Regions from separate parts of the Columba livia genome. Here region 1 is linked to region 2. A link is a contact called in public Hi-C data. All regions are on one chromosome and are shown on one strand. The core of a region is the stretch at or near the end of the contact, and the rest is flanking DNA. Distances in the headings are between cores, read along the strand shown.

Region 1 (3,603 bases), core at 691-3,190, 80 kb after region 2:
TTGAAAGATGGAGATTTCACAATCTCTCTGGACAACCTGTTCCAGTCCCGAAACACTCTCCTGGTGAAGATTTTTTTCTGTATGTCTGATTAGAAGTTCCTTTGTTGCAACTTGTGAATGATGCCGCTTGCCCACAGAGAAGTCTGCTGTGGTCAGCTATCTGGTCTTCTTATTCTTTCAGTTCAAATACTCTTATGATCCTTCTCTCTCATTCCTCTGTTACTTCTGCATTTCTCATTTTCTATTTAGCTGCTTAGCAAACATGATTTCCCTGTGTCCCATCACCACATCTGTCATTCACGTTGTTATGATACTTAATTCTGAACTAAGGCTTAGCTTAAGACTTGATCAAATCTGGGTTTGGTTCTGATTTTGCAGGTGAGGTAACAGACTACCTCTGGTCTTGAAATCTGAACTTGAATTTTGAACCCCTGACCTGAACTTGTTTTATAGAGGCACAGAGACAAGTTTTAATCCTACAGTATTGGAAAAACAGAGCAACTTCACAGGTGTCACTGCCACCACTGTTGGTGTTGTGTACAGATAGAGAGATATAGCATGTAATTCAATAATGAGTTTGGCGCAGTATGTGTGGCTGTGAAGATGTGTGGGCTCCTGGCTTGGTTTCAGGCCAATCTCTAATTAAAGAGTGAAAGATTAAGATGAAAGCGATTGTACTCCTCCTTCTTTAGTTAGAATGACCTACTAGCGTTAATTAAAACAGTCTTCAGGCAAAAAGAAATTTGGCTGCCAAAGCTAAGTGCTTCACATTAAATAAGGACATAGCTGGGTTTAAAGTGTGCTGAGCTTCTAGAGCTTTCGCAGAAACCACTCATATAGCTTTGAGCACTCTTGTTGGAATATTTTAAAACAAATCCTTTGCCTAAAACAGCTCCTTCATGTGCATTTCAGACACCGCTGGCTTTTTCTTCAAATGATGTCATTTGAGAATGGGTATCTGCCAGCTTATCTCGGACTGAACATACAGTGTGACCTCTGGAGGATGAAATATCACCAGGAACACTGGACACCTAAGCAGATTATTCATCTATCCTTTCTATGGTTTCTGGTTACAAGAGCCCCATGGCAACAGCAACGAGAAGATGTGCAGATCCTGCACTGCTCTTCTCTTTCTGGGTCTGAACATTAAAATACCTTTGATAAAGGCGAATCTGGAATCAGATGGTTCACTTCAGGTACAGGATCTGCCCCTGATATTTTCAGGTTGCTAGAAATGTTGTCAAAGGAAGATCAGGCCTCTAAAATGTCAGAACACCCTTTTACATCTGTGTGACACACAGATGACCGTTCTTAAAAGCCCTCAATCTCTCCCATTTTCCATTTATTTTGCCCCATCTTCACAAACTGTAACTAGATGGCCAGGTACTACTGCTGTAGCACTCATACAAGCAGGGAAACAGACATCCAGTGCTTCAGAAATAATGTTTTCAATGGGAATTAGAGGCCATCAGCCACCACACCTCAGAGGATCTCAGTCTGAAAGACCCTTCCCCTTGCAGAGCAGGGCACTCAAAAGGGGGAAGGGGTCAGACACAGAGATGCTTACAAGTCCTTCTCCTTGACACAGACTCTCTTATTTGTCAGCCCTGTCACGTTATTTGTCATCTACTTTTTCTCTCATAGGATTATAGGATTTTAGGATAATCCAGGGAGGAAGGGACCTCTGGTGGTCTCTAGTTCAACCTCCTGCTCCAAGCAGAGTGAACCATGAGATCAGACCAGGTTGCTCAGGGTTTTATCCAGTCAGATCTCAGAAACCCCCAAGGATGGAGACCATGCAGCTGTCCTGAGGTCATGTTTGCCTCTGTGGGAACAGCATTTCCCTGCCTGACAGGTCCACCTCACAACGCCCCATCTCTTTCCCAGCTATGCTCCTACCACATCTCAGGAGCTGGTGCTGATGGGGGCTGCAAGTCCTTATCTCCTTCAGGGGATAACTTAGGAGGTGACTATGCTGAGAGGGCAACTCACAGACAGAGAAATCATTCTGACCTTCCCTGTTGATAGCAGGATTTTAATCAGGGCCTGACTTAAATCATTAATTTACAGCCCTCAGGTTGTTTAAAGAGCTGCGATAATGGGCTGGGAAGAAATTACTATCCATTTTCTCTTGGCAGGACTGTAAAGGCATGACATGGGACTCATCAAACTGGGGAAAGAACAGAGCTTATCTTCAGAACGAAAGACAGCAAGTCTACTCAGAAGAAACAATGACAAAAGATTCTTTCACATATACAAATGCAAAGAGGTCAATTTAGATTTAGTTTTTTTTAACATGCCTTTATTGCTTAAGGACATTTTGTGAGATAGCCATAACACAAACCTCACATCCAGCATTACTTGGCAACACATTTCCCAGCTGGAAAGAAAATAAATTGGATTTTTTTCTTTGTGCTAATGCCACATTTTTTGCATGCTATTTTGGAAACTAATCAAGAGGTGGCTGCTCAGCATGCCTCTTCATTCTCGATGGCTTTTTAGTGCAAAATAGCCAGCAGCAACTTTCTGAAGTCCCCAGAGGTATCAGATCGGACAGCTTCAGCTAACGACTTCTTGTACATTTGCTGGAACTTCTCCTTTATTGCTGGCAGGTCACTCTGAGGAGACACCAAGAGCCTCGTTAGGAGAGTGGGACGTGCTTTGAGCAATATGCCCTGTCTTACCAGCACCCTTGGGGTCTGATCCAAGGTCCACCACACCTGGTGGGAGGAGGAGAGGAAAAAGCAGGAGGTCTAGAACTCTTGGAGGACTTTTAGCTTAACATTTGGATTTGAGGTAAGCCCATGTCAGATGGTGTGGTGAGGGGACACGAGCCGCAGAGAGGGGTATGGGCCTGTGTGGAGAGCTGTACCAGGGTGGCCGGGGCACCTCTGCCCAGTGCTTGGTACTGGACAAACTCGCACAGATCGCTGCAAGCTCCTGAGACCAGTCCGTGGTGGCAAGCGGGGAAAGAGGCACTTCCAGGAGTATAGCTAAAACAGCTTAGTTCTACCCACAGAAGTAGTTTTCTAGTTACTATGGGGAAGAATTAAATGCCTTGTCTGGAGCTTTCCCATGAAAAGGCACTCATGGCACAGTTCTGATCTATATCACTGGGAGGGTTTAAATGTTATCATGGTTGGACTGTGTCTTGACAGAGAGATTGCCCTGGAGCTTCATTTCTCACACTGCCAGTCATTGAGAAATATACTCTCCTCTTCCCTGTGACTGACTCCTCCTCTTTGTCAAGACTGAAACAGCCCTGGGGTTACAGCCTACACAGCTTACAAGGAAGAAAAACTTAAAGACTGTGTTTAAGATCTCAAATGTCTTGTACAGTTTTCTGCTTTTTAAAATGACAATTATCTCCTTTGGCTCCTCATTTTTCTCCCCTCCTCCCCATCTGTTTTTCCCAGCTGGAACCAGAGACAATTAGCAACATATGTTTATAAGAAATTCTCAATTTGAGAACTGCTGCTTTATCATTGCTTAACTAGGAATTTACTTTTACACCTCCTGCTGGGGCCAGACCTCCCCATGGGTTAGTTTTAAGCAGTTACAGTTGACTCCACTTGAGATTGCCTGTATGCTTTCTGGTTTAGT
Region 2 (3,667 bases), core at 292-2,791:
ATTTGCTCCTTTCTCCAACTAACCTGCATCCTGGCTCTTTAGGGGAACTTGCTGTGCTTAACCTTTCTGCTGTCACCTCAGACTGATGCGTGAGGTGGCCCAGCCAGCATGGTTTATTCACTGAGCACCACCGTAAGTTGCAGGCAGAAAAGCAAAATTTGTTGAGAGCCTCTTCGCCGAGTTACTGCAGCAGCAGCATGCGTCACAAGTTCAAACAAAGAGCTGCCACTGTTTGTAAAGCTGATGGCGAGGAGGGGCTTTCACTGCCAGACATCACTAATTATCAGTTCTGCGATCATTGATGTGTTTAAACACTTAATCATAGAATCATTTCAGTTGGAAGAGACCATCAAGACCATCAAGTCCAACTGTTAACCTAACACTGGCGCTAAACCGTGTCCCTAAGAACCTCATCTACACGTCTTTTAAGCACCTCCAGGGATGGCGACTCCACCACTTCCCTGGGCAGCCTGTTCCAACGCCTGACAACCCTTTCTGTGAAGAAATTTTCTTAATAACCAGTATAAACCTGCCCTGGCACAACTTGAGTCCGTTTGTTCTTGTCCTGTCACTTGTTACTTGGGAGAAGAGACCAACCCCCTCCATGCTACAACCTCCTTTCAGGTAGTTGCAGACAGTGATAAGGTCTCCCCTCAGCCTCCTTTTCTCCAGGTTGAACAGCCCCAGTTCCCTCAGACACTCCTCATAAGACTAGCGACTTAGTATTCAAATGACTTTATACCACAGATTTACATACATATGGGGTACACCATATGGCAAAGCAGGACTCCGTGGTCTTCAGGTACAGCTCCAAGCTGGGCTCATGCTGCTGTGAGATGTAAAACAATGTGAAAGCTTTGACATTGCTGCAGGACTGGATTGCTGGGGTGCAGTGGAACAGCAGGATTGGCATGTGCTCACATGTACTCCATGCTGTCAATAGCCTTTGAGACTTTTAATCTTTTTTGTGTCCAGAAGATGTTCTGTTGTGTTCAGCATGAAGATGTGCTGCTCATTCATACTTTCAGTACTATGATTTCTTACTGCAGCTTAGCTTTCCGTTCACTTTCAACCTTCTTTACCTTGTCTTCTCGCACAGTGAAGTCTATCTGTTGTCCAGTTTGTTACAGTATTGATACGATGAGAGCCCTTGTGCAGTGGTGTTTTGGACTAGGTCACCCTTCAGTCAGGCATTGAACAAAGCAAGAAGAAACCTTCCCTGCCCTCAGGTCAGTTACTCACAATCCCATGGTCTCCCAGCTTCTGACTTCTGTTGGCCGCTGGAAAGTCTCCAACACTTCTCAGCGTTGTAACACAAGACCTTGATAGTCTTATAGTCATAACGGGAGGACATCCTATCTCACAGGCAGTTCCTCTCACATCCATCAAGCTAGAGACAGATGCCCCAGCACTGGAGACATTCAAGGTCAGGCTGGACAGGGCTCTGAACAACCTGATGTGGTCGAAGATGTCCCTGTTCATTGTGGGGGGGTTGGACTAGATGTCCTTTGAAGGTCCCTTCCAACCCAAACTATTCTATGATTCTACAACTGACGCAGTAAGCTACAGCATGGGATAGGACACCCACACCTCTCCTGCCTTCTTCTCTTTGCTGCTGCTTTCTAGTTAGGAATATAGTCGATTTGATAACTAACCTCTTCTATTTGGCTGTTTGGGACTTCAGAAAAAAACAGCAAACAACCACTTCTTTTTTTTCACACGCATTTGCTCATTCAGCACATTTTTGCAAACTTAGACGTGAGCAGGTCTGTCTGTAGAAGATACCATTTCTCGGTTGTCCAGCAGAGAGAGCAGTCAGCATTCGGTGGACGCGCGGGTTGGGACACTCGGCTGGAGTTGTTCTCCTGCGCCCGGCCCCGCCGCTAGCTGTTACAGCTCAAAAAACATCATTCTGACAGCAATGCTGTCAAGATAATTGCAAGATCTTGCAAGGTTGCAACTAATGGGTTATGTATTGCCCTCAACTGCCTGAGTCTAACATCAGTGCAAGGCCTTCCTGCGCATGGAGGGCTCTATGTCAGCATCGTCAAACCACCTATCAGCTTTGGGGGGGTCTGTTCAGCATTCATACTCTCTATAAAAATGGGTGTGTGACACCTTAGAATTTCAGACTAATTGTTTCTCTATCAATATATGGATTTCAGGGGCTTAATTTAGGTACCTGGGACACTGCAATCTGACCCGAGCTGTAAAATAAGCTGCAGGGAGGCACTGGGGTGCATTTGTATGAATCAGATTCTAGTAGGATGAGAGCCCAGGTTGGGACATTCTGACCTGTGTGACCTCCTCTCCTCAGCCCTGCGTTGTCGAACCAGAGCCTCACGTGTGCTCTGCAGCACTGTTGTTCTCCAAACACCTGCTGTAAAATGTCCATCTCTGGGGTATGCTGTTCTTTTGTTGGAATTATTTTGGTCCAAATTTTCTTGTTTTTTTTTTCCTAATTTTTTCCCCTGTCTTTTCAGCAAACACGGGTTGTAGACTGGATGACATGAGAAAGCTGTAGCAGGGAATAGGAAGGTGTGAAAATCCCACCGTGTCTCAGCAGTAGTCACAGTTACCTCCCACCAGATGCCTTGCAGAACCATTACTGAGACACCATCCATGACCCAGGTGGTGACTGTCCCCACAACTAGCAGGAGCCACACTGCCAGAAGGGATGACCCGCAGAGCATCGCTTCATGCATCACCTGGCTGAGCAGATGGCTCCAAGTTTGGTGGGGTTGCCCTCCTATGACACTTTGGATTTGCAGGCTTGGAGAATCTCATCTCCTCTTGAGGTGAAACCTGTCTGGACATCTGTCTCTCTTCAGGTAATTACCTACTCAGAAATTTGAGGGAGGGAATGCTGGTGATTTTCTTCTCTCTTCTGGCTTCTTCCTTATGCAGGAGTTCGCCCAGTTGAGGCCAAGGTTAGTGAGTGTCTGGAGACATCTGCTCAGGTTTGCTCAGCAGCTGTGTGTACCCTTCCCGGTGGAGCTCGGCTCCTGACGAAGGTCTTTGTTTGTGATCATGGAGTCAGAAGCAAAGCTCTCCATACAGATGCAGCCTTTCAACAAGTTAAATGCAGCTGCAGTAGTGGTTCTGGAAAATCTCTCCAGTTTGACCTAAGATAAACAAATATGGTTGCTTAAGTACCCTCAATGTTTCCTTATACTTACAGTAGGAAATACCTTGGATACTGAGGGCAGCTAAAACAAATCTAACTTAGTTATCTCAGGCCCCTGGCAAGTCCCTGAGCTTCTGAGTGAGCTGAGCCACTTCCTAGGCAAGAGGCGTACCAAGCTTCGTTTTATAGCGATAAAAATAAGCACCGAAAGGACCTGAGCTGTGAACTGTCACTCACAAATCCACGTGAAGCGGCATTATTCACCTGGAGCTCATTTTGAGTGTCGTGCTGGTGCAGAGGGAGGTGAGCAGGGTGTTTCCGACGAGCTGGATTCCTGACATTATATGATTATACTTAAAAGCAGGAAATGCTCATTTGGCCTCATTCAGCGTCATGCCGGCCTTCCCATGCAAGGCTATATCTGGAACCCAAACACTGCAATAACGCAGGGATCATTATATGTTATTTATTTTTTTTTTAAACAGCCTACACAGTAAGAAGATGGTAGTTACCTCAGCCTTCCCTTCTTGTCAGTATGCA

Evidence for each region. A called contact is a pair of places that touch in the nucleus more often than the background predicts.
Region 1: a contact with region 2 is called in a Hi-C map of liver, with 6 times the contacts expected there. The contact joins two enhancer-like sites. A contact is called at or near these places in 2 of 2 Hi-C or Micro-C datasets (crop and liver).

Annotation. Positions count from the first base shown.
Region 1 is chr2:149,987,236-149,990,838 of bColLiv1.pat.W.v2, forward strand. ANXA13 (annexin A13) reads right to left here. Exons shown (of 11, transcript XM_005507283.3): 11 at 2,484-2,618. The coding sequence ends at 2,499. Among named protein-coding and RNA genes, the nearest start is that of KLHL38, 5.7 kb to the left of the region's middle. Within about 2 kb of position 1,941, at least 1 of the 3 cell types and tissues checked has an H3K27ac peak away from gene starts, as active enhancers do.
Region 2 is chr2:149,907,525-149,911,191 of bColLiv1.pat.W.v2, forward strand. No RefSeq gene overlaps it. Among named protein-coding and RNA genes, the nearest start is that of NTAQ1, 19 kb to the left of the region's middle. Within about 2 kb of position 1,542, at least 1 of the 3 cell types and tissues checked has an H3K27ac peak away from gene starts, as active enhancers do.